Linked DNA regions of Mus musculus: all the other regions are linked to region 5. A link is a contact called in public Hi-C and HiChIP or PLAC-seq data. All regions are on one chromosome and are shown on one strand. The core of a region is the stretch at or near the end of the contact, and the rest is flanking DNA. Distances in the headings are between cores, read along the strand shown. Region 1 has its middle 17 kb from the start of A230028O05Rik. Region 2 holds the start of A230028O05Rik (RIKEN cDNA A230028O05 gene). Region 3 overlaps Lpp (LIM domain containing preferred translocation partner in lipoma). Region 4 has its middle 48 kb from the start of A230028O05Rik. Region 5 overlaps Lpp (LIM domain containing preferred translocation partner in lipoma).

Evidence for each region. A called contact is a pair of places that touch in the nucleus more often than the background predicts. HiChIP or PLAC-seq counts read pairs in DNA pulled down with a chosen protein or histone mark.
Region 1: a contact with region 5 is called in an H3K4me3 HiChIP or PLAC-seq map of bone marrow-derived macrophages, with 2.5 times the contacts expected there. The contact joins two enhancer-like sites. A contact is called at or near these places in 1 of 39 promoter capture datasets (the C10 cell line), 2 of 484 Hi-C or Micro-C datasets (the HL-1 cell line and liver), 7 of 115 datasets of contacts at active chromatin or transcription factors (CD8 T cells, acute myeloid leukemia, bone marrow-derived macrophages and 1 more) and 1 of 9 other capture datasets (adipose tissue).
Region 2: a contact with region 5 is called in a Hi-C map of bone marrow-derived macrophages, with 29 read pairs. The contact joins the promoter of A230028O05Rik here to the enhancer-like site in region 5. A contact is called at or near these places in 1 of 39 promoter capture datasets (the C10 cell line), 1 of 15 datasets of contacts at CTCF or cohesin (large pre-B cells), 9 of 484 Hi-C or Micro-C datasets (the HL-1 cell line, the HPC-7 cell line, bone marrow-derived macrophages and 6 more), 8 of 115 datasets of contacts at active chromatin or transcription factors (acute myeloid leukemia, bone marrow-derived macrophages, embryonic stem cells and 1 more) and 1 of 9 other capture datasets (embryonic stem cells).
Region 3: an H3K4me3 HiChIP or PLAC-seq map of bone marrow-derived macrophages shows a contact between it and region 5, with 2.8 times the contacts expected there. The contact joins two enhancer-like sites. A contact is called at or near these places in 1 of 484 Hi-C or Micro-C datasets (nephron progenitors), 1 of 115 datasets of contacts at active chromatin or transcription factors (bone marrow-derived macrophages) and 1 of 9 other capture datasets (adipose tissue).
Region 4: an H3K4me3 HiChIP or PLAC-seq map of bone marrow-derived macrophages shows a contact between it and region 5, with 2.6 times the contacts expected there. The contact joins two enhancer-like sites. A contact is called at or near these places in 1 of 484 Hi-C or Micro-C datasets (brown adipocytes) and 2 of 115 datasets of contacts at active chromatin or transcription factors (bone marrow-derived macrophages and embryonic stem cells).

What each region holds. Positions count from the first base shown.
Region 1 is chr16:25,041,102-25,043,801 of GRCm38.p6, reverse strand. No RefSeq gene overlaps it. Among named protein-coding and RNA genes, the nearest start is that of A230028O05Rik, 17 kb to the left of the region's middle. Within about 2 kb of position 1,336, at least 137 of the 459 cell types and tissues checked have an H3K27ac peak or open chromatin away from gene starts, as enhancers often do. A contact at or near this core is called in the HL-1 cell line and bone marrow-derived macrophages, where this site is marked.
Region 2 is chr16:25,058,302-25,061,001 of GRCm38.p6, reverse strand. A230028O05Rik (RIKEN cDNA A230028O05 gene) reads right to left here and starts at 1,363. Exons shown (of 3, transcript NR_040374.1): 1 at 1,199-1,363.
Region 3 is chr16:24,668,611-24,671,310 of GRCm38.p6, reverse strand. All of the region lies in intron 6 of Lpp (LIM domain containing preferred translocation partner in lipoma), which reads right to left. Among named protein-coding and RNA genes, the nearest start is that of Mir28a, 160 kb to the left of the region's middle. Within about 2 kb of position 1,345, at least 16 of the 459 cell types and tissues checked have an H3K27ac peak or open chromatin away from gene starts, as enhancers often do. A contact at or near this core is called in bone marrow-derived macrophages, where this site is marked.
Region 4 is chr16:25,010,280-25,012,979 of GRCm38.p6, reverse strand. No RefSeq gene overlaps it. Among named protein-coding and RNA genes, the nearest start is that of A230028O05Rik, 48 kb to the left of the region's middle. Within about 2 kb of position 1,274, at least 82 of the 459 cell types and tissues checked have an H3K27ac peak or open chromatin away from gene starts, as enhancers often do. A contact at or near this core is called in bone marrow-derived macrophages, where this site is marked.
Region 5 is chr16:24,859,208-24,861,907 of GRCm38.p6, reverse strand. The region is part of intron 9 of Lpp (LIM domain containing preferred translocation partner in lipoma); the gene reads right to left. Among named protein-coding and RNA genes, the nearest start is that of Gm22672, 24 kb to the left of the region's middle. Within about 2 kb of position 1,352, at least 47 of the 459 cell types and tissues checked have an H3K27ac peak or open chromatin away from gene starts, as enhancers often do. A contact at or near this core is called in the HL-1 cell line, acute myeloid leukemia and bone marrow-derived macrophages, where this site is marked.

The DNA.
Region 1 (2,700 bases), core at 87-2,586, 180 kb before region 5:
CTGACACCTGTATTCTGAGGGGGCAGCTGGACACAGCAGGGCAGATGAGAATATCTAAAATAGTTTTCTAGAACTGTATTTGTCTGTCAGCAGGGTGACAGCCATAGTCTTGGGACAGGAAAATAGAGACAGAGACAGAGAGACAGAGAGAGAGACAGAGAGACAAAGGGAGAGAAAGCGATCAGGCATAGATTTTTAAGTCTCAGAGTTTGAGATGCCCTGGAGCATTCTGGGTAAGTAGTGGTTTGGTGAGGGAGGGGGAAAAGAAAATCCATGGATCTTGTAACATTTAGGGAAAGGGAAAAGATTCAGCTCAGTGGCATGACTGGGCTTGACTAGACAGCTATAGTCTATGAGAACAAACCTGAGAGTCTCATCTGACCTCTGCTGAACTGGATGAACATCTTCGCTGCGATGCTCTTCTGACACAGAGTTTAGGAGCTCACAGTTGGAAACCACAGCTCCGTAGGGCTGTGGGATTGGCTTAGAATAGCTGTAATACAAAGACTGGAGAGCCTGAAACAGCCAAGTGCAGCCAGCCCCTCCCATCTCCACACTACTGCTTCAAACACTTGTAGACATGAAAGGCTTGTCAGGGGAATGTTAAGGGTAGCCAAAAGATGGAGATGGTAGTCTGTGTGAGAAACATGCTAGTGAAGTCCTGGGTGCTAAGCAGAGCGTTTGTGGTCAGCATAGTTGGGAACAAGTGGATAGGGATTCAGGCAGAGCTTGGCTTACAAAGCTAGGAGTAGGTGCACATCTTCATACCTGAGCCAGGCTCAGAGGCAGGTCGAGTCCTGCTAGGGTAAAGAAAAAGAAATGCATTCTCGTTTCACTTTATAGCAACAAGGAGGCAGAAGCCCAGCCCAGGAGAAATGATATGTGCAAGGAAGTGAAAGGGGACTGCTGGCTCCAAGTTTGAAGAGAAGAACCACTCCCTGGGGGTATGGAAGTTGGGCTAACAGCCAGACTGAAGGAGCTGATTTCTTGGAGCTATAAACCTAGAAATTCGAAGCACTGACTTTTTCCTTACTGAAAATGAGGTTTACTCATTGCTTAACCTAAGGTCTTTACAGAGCCCACATGGCATCCCATACAGACGACTAGAAGAAGAAGAGGAAGAGGAGGGAGAGGAGGAGGAAGAAGAAAAAGAGAGGAAGAAGGAGAAGGAGGAAGAGGAGGAGGGAGGGGAGGAGGAAGAGGAGGAGGAAGAGGAAAGCCAGGGGTCTCTAGGTGCACCAACTGGCCCCCTAGTTCCCTGTGTGACTTTAAGTGAGACTCACCACCTTCCTGAGCATCAATCATCCCATGTCTTACATGTTGGTGTTGGATCACAGCAGAGCTATGCAGCTGTGTTCCATGAAGCCAAGAGATCCAGGCAGGGAACACACAGGCTCCATCCTGGCAGATGCTCGGGGAAAGAACAAAGAAGCAGAACTTGATCCTTGATCCTCTGTAGCTTGGAGCAGTTCTGTTGTTAAGTTTAGTATGTTGGGTTTCCCTATAAGATTTTATTTGAAAGTCACAATAAGAGAGGAAATCAAAAAGAAAGGGAGCCAAGGAGAGCGTGAGGCTGGATGGTCTCCAGCCTGTTGCAGGCTGGCTGCTGTTTTCTGACTCACCCCAGTGTTCTGCCCACACTTTCAAGAACCACTTCCCTTCCTCTCTGCCACCATCTCAGGGAAGAATCCATAGCGTACGTAAGCCCAGAAAAAAGCCACTGCTTAGATCTCATTTCCCAGCTCTGAAGAGTGCTGGCTCACAGAGAAGAAAATTGGGGGATTTTGTGGGCTGAGTGGGAGGAGACCTGAGGCCCAGGGCTGTAAATCAGGCTTGGAGGTTTGGATTCCCAGCAGCCTGACCTTCAGACACCCTTCCCTCCTCCGGATACCTTCATGCTCACACTCAGGCACAGGGAAGCATGCCCAGCTTCACACTGCCCCTGGAAGCAGGGCCCACTTGGAAGAGCTGTTTTGATTTTTCAGGAAAAATTGCTCATAGCCAAACTTCCCTCCCCAAGACCAACACAGGCAGGGATTTCCTACGTGCTTGAACAAGGAATATTCTGGAAGTCTGTTGGCCACCGTCTGGCCAAAAAAAAAAAAAAAAAAAAAAAAAAAATTAAAACACAACAATAATAATACAAAAAACCCCACATAGCTAACATACCCACCTGAGGTAGAGTATCATATATAATTTTATTTTTGTTCCCTAAATAAGCCCTTCTGCTGCCAGTCTCAGTACATCTCAGATAGGCCTACTTGCCCATTGCCGACTCCACATGGCATGTCTCTCAGTTCCCCAATCCACAAATCCAGGAATTTCACAAGCTTGGGAAGTTGGCACACCAGAGAAACTGATTTCTTTTGCCCTTGCACAATTCCCCTGTCGATAGAGTGCGTCTTTCTGACAGGAAAGAGTTGGCTGAAACTACTAAACCTGTGTGGGGTGCTGGTGTGGGAGTCAAGGGTGCAAGTCCCTGGTCTTCCCTCTCTGTGGTCACCAGCGAGTCGCTTCCTCCTTCTAGGCCTGCTTAAAGACAAGGCTCCTCCATTCAGGTAGTTTGTATGCATAGCTTTCCTTGACCAAGTCTCAGCTGAAGGCAATGTGGAATACCTCGGCGGAAAATGATTCCGGAGATCGCTAAAACATCTGTTGTCGAAATCAGTCTTGCTTCCGGCAGCAGAACAATCCCTCATC
Region 2 (2,700 bases), core at 114-2,613, 200 kb before region 5:
TTCCAGGACAGCCAGGGCTACACAGATAATCCCTGTCTATAAATTATATGTAATTATTATAAAATATATGTAATATTAGATAGATAGATAGATAGATAGATAGATAGATAGATAGATAGATAGATAGATAGATAGAAGGCCTACCTAAACAAAGAGAAGGCAAATCAAGAAGGGTGGGTGCTGGGTGGCCTTTGCCATCGGTGTTGATATTGACAAGGAATGAGTTCTACCCATGGAGCAATAACTATATAATAACTTATATCCCATACAAGAGACTTAACACAGGCACAAAGGGACTGGTTATCTGGAGGACATTAGTAAATCTCTCAGAAAAACTGAAAGAAGGCAGCAAGAGAGGTGGGGGCACCCAAGTTGAGATTTGATGGCTACAGAGGAACTGAGGCATGGCAGTAGGAAGTCAGGCAGAGGTCATCAAGCCCAGAAACTAGCCTCTGTGGGATGCTCAGGGAAAGGCAGGGTCAATCGGATATGCCTGCCATAGACCGCGGCAAGAATGACATGGGCACCCCGGGCTGGGTTTGGCCTACTGTGTAGACAAGCTGACATCTGTTTCTAAGTATGATTCGCCAAGTCAATTCTCCCCTCCCCGGGTTTGCTTTGTCTCTGCTGGGCAAGTGGTCTTCTCTCTCCATCAAGGACTCTCATCTGAGGAAGACACCACTTCCGGGTTTCACTACCAAATTCTCCCTGAGTCTCTAGCCACGGAGAAATGGGTTTGGATGATCACAGGAAGTACCTTTTTGGCAGTCCAACATGGCCAGAAATCTGAAGGGGGTGGATTTTAGTGGCTCTCCCTTTTTGATATTTCGCCTTTGGGAGACTCTTTCTCTGCTTACTTTCCAGGACTTACAAGTCCGGAGTTCCTTTGGACTTTAGAGACCTTAGGCTTTTAGAGACCTGAAGGTCACAGGATCAAAGAGGGACTTTCTCCTTTGGTCCTTAAGACCAACTGGTGAGGTAGGTTGAGAACAGGTAACAGTTAACAGGCAGAGAAAGGATTGACAGCTGCTGCCAGGAGCTCATCAGCCAGGCTTTGTATATGGAGCACCGTAAGCTTTCCAGCAGGAAGGAGGGGAAGGGTAGAAGGAAGAGGAGTAGCAAGCAGAAAGGGGGAGGAGCAGAATAGTGCCGAAGGACTAAACTAGAACTTTCTTCTTCGCCCCACCTCCAAACTTACCCCTCCCTCGCAACCCAGGGGGGAGAAAATGGGTCTGAGGCTGTGCGGTTGGGAAGGGCGGAGGGTAACATCTTCACAGATGCTGCAGCTTGGCCCTGCAGGGCTGCTGGGCCTTTGAAAGGCCACTTGTAAACTCTTGGTTCCGAACAGAAAGGCAGCCGGGAGGAGCTGGGGCGCGGGCAGGGGGAGGAGACCGGTCTGCCTTCAGTGCCTAGAAATCAAAGCAGCCAACCTTGGGCTTTTTCTTTCCTTCACACTGAGGCACTTTTATTGGCGAGATGAAGGGAGGCAGAGAGGGCCTACAGCCCTCGCTTCGCTTTTGGAGGTTAATGACCCAGTTAGCAGCTCTTGGCTGAGTTTCCGACATTTTGCAGACATCAAGCCCCGCGCCTCTGCCAAGTACATTCTGTTCCCTGGAGCCCATCCAATGCATCTCAGATTACTATGTAATGCGACAAAGAGGGAGAGGCGGCTGGGAGGGGCCCGGAGAGCTGGGCGGGGTGAGCGGGCGGTAGCCCCGAGAGCGGGACGCAGAAGCCGGCTGGCGGGGAAGAGGATGCCACTCTAAATACAGCTGCTCCAGGGGAGTCGCATCCCTCGAGGGGCTTCTTAGCTGGAGAGGGAGCCCGAAAGGAGGGTGGACAGGCCCTGTCCTCCAGGAATCCTGCCCCGTAGAGCCCGGCACGGTCCAGAACGCAGATGGGGGTGGGGAGAACAACCGGAGACCCGACAGGACAGCGGGAGGAGGAATCCAAGGGGCGGGCCTAGGGGCTCGGCTCCGCCCCTCCAGGCTGCCCCAGGCCCGTCCCAGCAGCTCCAGGGGTGAACAGCCTGCTGGCTAATTATAGACCTGAATGGAAAGCGGCGCTTTTGAATGATCTTGTTGCTCGCACTGCCTTCAGAGTCTGAGGAGCAGGTGCGGCCCTGCTATATACAAAGTGATTCATTTAAAAGCCCTCTGTCACGTACGCTCACTTACTGACACACAGGAATCCTTGTGCGCTCCACCACCCAAAGGATTCCAGAACTGGCTTAAAAGAACTTGAGCTCAGGGCAGAAACCAAGCGACTATTGGAACAACTTCACCACTCCTTAGTAGTCTCGCAGAGTAGATGAGAGAGGGTACTAGGCCTTTCTCAAAATGTTGAAAAGTAGGGTCTTTGCAATTTACAGCTGGAGAAACGGAGGCTGAGACAGAGTTTTGAGACGTGTCTGTGAGAGCGGGAAGTCAGTGTGAAGCTAAAGAGAAGCATGGGGTCCTGCCAGCCCCTTCCTCTGCCTGCCCAGACTGGAGCTTAACGTCTCCCATCCTGAACCTCTGGCACGGAAGAACACCCCTCCTTCTAGAATACCCCTCTTTCCTGAGTGTGGCACCTACCCGTTGCACCTCCCATCCCTGAATCCCACCAGTAAACCAGCTGAAGCCAGTTCCAGGCCTAGGAACTGGCAATCATGCCCATTTTCCCTAGTGTTCTGTATGAGTCAATCTGTTACGGCTCTGT
Region 3 (2,700 bases), core at 96-2,595, 190 kb after region 5:
GCACCTCCCATAGAGTGAACAAATCTAAATTCTTCAGTATCAAGTATTCTGTCTCTTTCCCAATTATTTTCGACACTAAATCTGAAACATAGTGTCATACGTTGGCAGCCTCTTTCTAACCCAAATGTTAACAGTAACTGGAACAATTTAATTAAAACCTCACAACTCTAAGCACATTTAGGCATAGTTCCTTAATAATACATTCTAATCCAATTCCTAGTGATGGAAAATGCTTTTCTCTCTGTTCAACAGTTCTCAATTCTCACCCTCAGTCCTGGTCGGGTTGAGTACAGCCTATTGCACTTCTCATTTGTAGGAAGAACAAATATGTTTACCACCTCAGAGGGGGGCTGTGACTTTCCATTTATTGGTGTTTATAAATCTTCTGAGTATGCTGAAAATCATCTGTAAGTTGACATTCTTCATAGCGCCTTGTTGGAGCTTAATACACATTTAATTAAAGAACAATAGCAATACAAAAAAATCCAGGACTTATCAAGGCATTATTTTCACCCTCCTGCCACAATACTATCTGGAGACTGCACAGAACTGTTCATTGATGAGGGATTATTATCAACATCTCTTCTAGAAATACACACTTAACATTTGCCTCAGAGAATATTCTCATTCCACAAACACAAAAACAAGCCAAGCCACCCACCTAGAAGAAAGCAAGAATCCTGTAAGCATCCTGCCTCTGTGTTCTCCACATCCTCCAGAAACCATTCTCTTTTCCAGAATTACCAATGGCAGCCATCAGGGCCACTACAAGATCTACTACTGTTTCTTCTGCTGCACAGTTGGGCCCCACCCTTTGGAGTCCATAGCAGATCACCATAGGCTTGAACAGACAGCTTTTTATTGCTCTCTAATAATGCATAAAGCTTTAGATTACAAAACTTCCTCAAATGCCATCCTAACTGCCAAAGAGAACAATTCATTTATTAGAACTGTGTGTAGGGACTGTAAGACACTCAGGGTGAATTTCACCATGCACAGTTATGTGGAAGGAAGAGCTTTATCAAAGAAATACAGCTTCCCTGTATAGGAAGTCCAGAGCGTCCTTTGTCTGAAGACAATACCTAGCTGGGTAAACAGGCCACTGAGTGTGGAGTAGCAGAGTCACTGGCTCCCAGGCCTCCCTACTACTGTGCAATGTAAGGGTTCTGTAGCATTTCTTGTTATCCTGGTTTTTACAGCTCTAGTATGCTGTTCTGTGTGCTTTGCCTTGGCACACATAGCTGAAGTAGAGGAATCTGTGCCTAGTGCGATTGAAGTTTCACCAACAGAAAAAGGGGAAATCTTCGTGATTTTACTATTCTCACTATGAAAAAAATGCCATATTTATTTCCCCCTTTTTGAAATGGCACTAAGGAAACACATGTGAGGCTGCCATGAACGGAGGCTGTACTTTCCAAACAGTAGCAAAACAGGAAAAATAGAAAACCTAGATTTGCACAAGAACTATATAACTTCCTCTCCCATTTCCTATCTTTATCACCCCATGCCAGCAAAAGTAGTACATGGTAAACTCTTTGCAAGCTCACACTAGCAGCAAAAGGTTAAGTGTGATACATAGCGCACTCTCTGCTTTCCAAGTTTCCTACTGTGAAATCAAACAATCAACAACCAATCTATGAATATCAACTAAGTTCCTAATCTATATTCTTCCAATAAAATAAGGACTATGGATGACATAGGAGCTAAATCATCATATTTTGGGTGGGTACTAAAATGGAAATGAAATGGAAGATAATGGGAAGAACACACACCCAGGAACACAGAAGCCTGTCACGGAGCTAGTGACCAGCTCTTCTAGTAACTGGGGTGGTATGAACAGGTGGGCCAGCTGAGAAATGTAGGCCTCCTGTTCCCTCAGAACAAGAACTGGTTAGAATAGGAACAGATAAATCAGGGAGTTGGTGACTTATGATATCAAATTACTTCTGTAGGACTTCTCTATACTATGCTGCAATTCTAACTTTATAGAATATAGCAGAAAGTCAGGATCAATGTCCAGGACTAATTGCATCACTCCACGAAGATGCATACATCAGATGAAGGGAACATTAAGCAGCAGTAGCTGCTTATCTCTGTAGTCGGATTTCAAGGTAGCATTTACAATGAGGTAGACATTGCTAGACAGAATGGTTTTCTAGGAAAATATTCTTCAACTTGTCATTTTGCAGGTGAAGCTGTAAACATGTTCCCAAGGATCACACGGGAGCTTTTTATCATTGAGCAATGGTGCATCAGGTATGTCATGACAGAAACAGAGAAGGATTACAAGAAGGCAGGACTGGTCGAAACCATGAACAAGACAGTGGAAAATAAAGTACAGCTCTTCTTTTAATTAAAAAAAAATACTGGCCAGTCAATAGATAAACAAGTATCAGCCAGCAAACATAAAACAAGGAAATTTAACTTGGTATTGTTTAAGAATGGAAGCATCATATCAATACAGCAAAGATCATACAGAGAAGTCACTGGGTTGTGAGAGTAAGTAAGATAAGTCATGGTGTCCCCTGAACAGTTCAATAAAAGAAGAAAATCCATGTGGCTGGCAGTACAGAAGCACAGGAAGGAAATAACAATTTTTTGAACATTAACTGTTTAGGGACATTTAGCTGTAATGAGAAAAAATTAGAATAAAAGCAATGAGTCATTTGTATTATGAATAGGCCGAAATGATGGGCAGTA
Region 4 (2,700 bases), core at 25-2,524, 150 kb before region 5:
AAGTCTTTGGACATATACAGCCTGCCAGCAACTCAGCGAGTTTTCTTCATAACTTGTCCCTTATGTGGTCCCCTGAGGCATCTTGCTGGAACTAAAAGGTAGCTCAAGGTCTGGCAGAGAACACAAGATCTCTGGGTATATCTACATTCCCCGGTATATGTCCTTAACAATTAGAGGTTGGCTCCTCTTCATTGTCTCAGGAAATCTTTCTAAGGGATGGGTGTCCATGGTCATCAAAGCATGTTTGCTTGGAAGTTCAATCAATTGAAGAAGTGGTTTATTCCACCCGCAGACTCATCGCTCCTCACGCACATTAGACTTAATTGGTAGCTGAAATCATGACGATTTAGCAGAGCCTCTGAATTTGATGGCTGTGGTTTCTGGGCCACCAGATATAGTTCAAAAGCAAAAAGCAATCATCTCTGCCATGAAATGAGTCCTTCCTTCCAATTCCCAGAGAGCTGAAAAGTCCTGTAGGGGCTGGATTTTTCTTTGACCCTCAAACTAACGGAAACTCATATGTTATAGATATGACTCACTGAGAGAAAAAGGAATTCCAGACTTGCAAAGGGCTAAGGAGCTTCGGTTAATTTTACTGTGTGTGTGTGTGTGTGTTTCCTCTAGAATGTTCTTTTTCCCAAGAAAATGAGAAGGGCTGAAAGTCTTGCAGAGAGATTTTTTCCCCTTTGCCAAAGGATTACAAGCTTTCTATGCAAGTAGCAATGTACAGTTGAGCCTAACTGCCACCAGTGAGGGCAAAGGGGAGCTGAGGTAGCTTATTGTTTAGAGGAAAGCTTAACTGTAGAAACATATGGAGGCAATGATATATAGAAGTAGTTGATGTATGCATGTATGCATGCATGCATGCATGTATGTATGTATGCATGTATGTGTGTATGTATGTATGTATGTGTGTATGTATGTATCTATATTGTATGGATGCACATGTGCTACAAGGAACATGTAGAGATCATAGGACAGAGAGGACAACAGAGTGGGAGCTAGTTCTCTTCCTCCACCACGTGCACTCTGTGGTCTAAACTCAGGTTATCAATCTTAGAAACAAGGACTCTTACCTGCTGAGCCACCTTGATTCCCTCCGGTCACATATCTTTGGTTATGTATCCATAGTAACACTGGGGTGAGAGAATGAAACCACTCTGTCTCCCATGAGACCACTTTGAAAGAAAGGTGCCCTCCATTTCTAAGCCTGAAAGGCATCCCTGCTGCTGTGGTTTGGCTGACTTCATTTTCTTTCTGAGTAAAGTCATCACTAGTCATGTCTCCAGTGACTTAGTCCACACAGAGCATGGCTCTGAGCCTCTTTGGAGTGTGCAAACATCAGCCATCTCCCAGAGGACAGAACAAAGAACAATCTACAGGGAGGAGGTGGAAACTGTTAGCAGCCCCAAGGTAGGAGGACTTGTTTTTGAAGAAACAGCTGCTGAACAGAAGAGAGACTCCACATTCAACCACAGTTCCTTGGCTTGACGTCTTAGCAATCCTGAAAGCCTCAGAATAAAAACGGGAAAGTATAAGGGCCCTCTCCAGCTCACATAGGCAGTCTGGTCCTATTTGGGTTTCACTATTATTTATAGTTTTGGTGAATATCTCAGAACAATCACAGGGCTAAACTGAAGCATACTCTTGGGAGCTCGGAGTTCCAACTCCCACTTCTACTGTTTTTAGTCTCAAGTGGCTGTGACAAGAGGAAATCATTTTGTCCAGACAGTGAAGTAGAACAGCAGCCTGGAACTTTTCCATTGTGCTGAAGCAGGAAAAAAAAAAAAAAAAAAAAAAAAAAAACACGCCAGAGGAAGTAATATTAGTCAGTTTTTAGTCACACTAAGAACAATGGGGTAGTTTAGGTTGGCTTGACATCACTCGTTTGCATTCACTATGGCTCAGATGAAGCCACTCCAGTTGTGCAATTTCCTCCATGTTTGAATGAGTCAAGACCCCTTATGCCCTGTTACAATACAGAAAAGACCCCTTCTCCTCCCATTACCTTACAGAATATAAAACAGTTCTTCACGGGTCACAGGGAAAATATTTTTGCATACCAACCAACAAAGATCTGAAAGGGAAAAATAATGCAGTAGAATTTTGTCACCGTGGAGGTGACAAAGGACAAGAGTAAACCAGCCGATCATATTTTCTCCTGAGGAGCATAATTGATTTCTTCCTGCTCAGTGACCTCACAGGAGATAACACTCATCCCACAGAGACAGTCTTTCATTCATGTGTTTATTCATTCATGCATCTATGCAGTACATATTAGCTCAAGAACTTCATATGTCCTATATACGGGGCTGAATAAAACACAGTCTAGATGGAAATTTAGAAGTAGGAAATAACGTTTAGTTTTTTTCTACATATGAAAAAGCATATATCAGTGGTACGAAGATATGTAACAGGAAAAAATACTGTCATGGGCTTCATATATTTATTAATTTATTATTAAATTATACATACCATCAGCTGTTGTTTTTAACAAAATATCAATCCTTTGATTTTATCAATGAAGACTTGGAAGCCAGATGCTGGGGTGAAAGCCTGTTAGCTCAGAGAGGCAGAGAAAGGATCCAGCTGACCTTTCCTTCTACTTCCTGTGCATCTCTCTATCCATCTTCCTGACTTCCTCTTACTTGCTATATTTTTTTTCTTAATAATCCTATGTTCACTTCCTGTAAATTGGTC
Region 5 (2,700 bases), core at 103-2,602:
TTTAGTATAAAAAGTGGAGGGAACCAAGCATATAGATGATAAATTCAATCACACATCCTTACCAAACATTTAGCTATTTTGTCTTTCTTATTTCTCTAGTACGTGCCCATTTTCATCCTGAGACTGTCCCCTTTGATGCCCCTAATCATTGATAGTACAGAACTATATCATTTATTACTCACTGCGATCATAATTTTTGCAGTTTAAGGCAAGATAGAAACATCGTCATGAATTACTTTCTCCCTGGATACTAAGATTCGGTTTTCTGCAGAGTTTAGCAGTCTCAGCATTCGGGTTTTCCCCCTTCTCCTATTAGCATGAGTAGTTTCACCTTGCACTTATTGGAAGCAGCTGTCAGCCTCTGGCATGTCTGAATCAGCAGCACCTTTGGTTTTATTCAGAGGCCACATCTACATGGAATAAAGTTACTGGCCATACCCTTTCTGACAGTACGACTGCCTTCCTGGTATCAGCAGTGGTAGAGTGGGCTACTACAGGTGTCATGTGAGGCAAAGGCCCCAGGGAATGCTCATGTCCTGACTGGATGAAGAAGGACGGTGTGAGGTTTCAGCATGTTCCCCACAATGACATGCCATTCAAACCTTACAATCTGTTTCTTTCTAGAATTTTTCACTTAATATATGTAAGCCACAGTATATTCTAGGTAATGGAAACTGTACTAAATAAGCGCGAGTGAACAGGGACTGTGATATCAAGGCATGCCTTGGGATAACTCACTAATTCATGACTAATGAACACTTGATTAGTAACAGCATGAAAAGGAAGCCAGGCTTCCACATGAATGGAAGGATCACATGCGTGCTCCCAATGATGGCTGGAGCCATTCTCTCTAGTTTTATTAAAACAAACAAACAAACAAACAAACAAGATTTGGAGATGGCTCCCAAGGTCTTTTCCATTGTAAACATAGACAAACTCTTCAGTAGGCACCAGGACCAAAAAACCACAAGAACTCAGTTGAGAATACACATGTGAGGGGTTTTCTGACAGCTTGCCTTTTTGTTGAAACTTGGAAGCAACATTCAAATCTAGATGTATATACATTTCCACTTCTAAAGATTGGGTGATCTGCCTTCTGTTGCATTTGGTGGCATCTTTGCACAGCAGCAGTATGCCCCTAGTCCTGCTGATGCGGAAGAACCCAAGGGCAGGTAAAGCATGGCTGCATTGATCCGAAAAGCTGCTTACTTAGGCACTTCCTGTTTTGAAGCGTGAGTAAAAGACAGCAATGCCATCTTTCTGTTCCACCTGGCAAGTCTGTACTCTGCCCCACGAGGTGCCTCTGTGAGATCATCTCAGTCACTAGCAGTGCTACTTGGCAACAGGAACAGTTGTTCTCTCCTGGATCAAGCACAGATCTAGTGGCATGGACCAGCTCCTCGCTGAACACTGACTGTCTCGCCTTCCACGTCCCTACTGCTGGCTCATCACCCTGTTAGTGCTGAAGACATTCTGCTATCTCAAGAGGGAACACTTTCCCTGCCTTCCTTTCTACCAAGTTCTTCATTTTATCATGCCTTTCTTCTCCTTTCTACAGGGGCCGGGGGAGTCTTTCCTTACAGATGCAGCTCAGGTATCAGCCCTTAAGCTACCACTGCTTTCCATGTCCCAAGGCATCCTTTGGTCATATGCACAGATACCTCACAGGGAAAGGGTTATTATACATTTTTGGTTGTCTAACCTGTGACAGTCTATGAGTTTCTTGAGGGCAAAGACTTCCAAATTTATTTATCTTTTCTCCATCCTGGATATTCTGTGCAGTAAAACTCTCATTCACTCCACATAAATCTGTGATGGGCAAATAGTGAGTTTCCCACAAGCATTCACTGAGGCACACGTTGCAACCTTCTAATCTCCCGTGTCATTACCAAACGTACTGACTCACTGAAAAGGAGAAGTGACACACAATCTAGGAGATTAATTCTGTTCGGTTTCATCATCTCTGTTATTTGCTCAGTTATCAAAGGAACTGAAATTGAAAACACACACACAAAACTATGCAGCCCACGGACCTACCACTATGAAAATGTGCTGAGGAGCTGTCATTAGTGAACAGGTGAATCTCAGCAGAAACCAGTGAACACATCCTCCCTTACCAACACATCTATCATGGGACCCCAGACACAGTAAAAACCCCTGCCTGCTCGCTTATGTTCCACCGCAACCATGAAGCAAGACATGATGCAATCCAGAAATATCGTTTTGTGAAATAAAAATGAAAATCACTATTAGTGAAAGTCATAGAACCAGGGTTCCTTACACAGATGTGTCACAGAGGACCTTCTGAAAGTAGTTGCCAGTGTGTTTCTGTCTTCGGGTCTATGATGTGACAAGATGAAACTTGATCAGTAATTCTCAACTTAGATTTTAATTCTATTATAACTAAGAATATGCCATAGTCAGTTAAAATTTGTCAGTGGGTATGGGCTTAAGGATATCTGTGTCTGTTTAATTTTCTATCTATCATCTCTCTACCTATCTACCTATCATCTATCTACCTATCATCTATCTATCATCTATCTATCTTCTATCTATCTATCTATCTATCTATCTATCTATCTATCTATCTGCCATCTGTCTATCTATCATCTCTCTATATACAGACTTATACATGTACAGCGCATATGGGCACATAGCTTTGTCTCATGAAAATGTTGCTCCCTTGGATGATTCTTACTC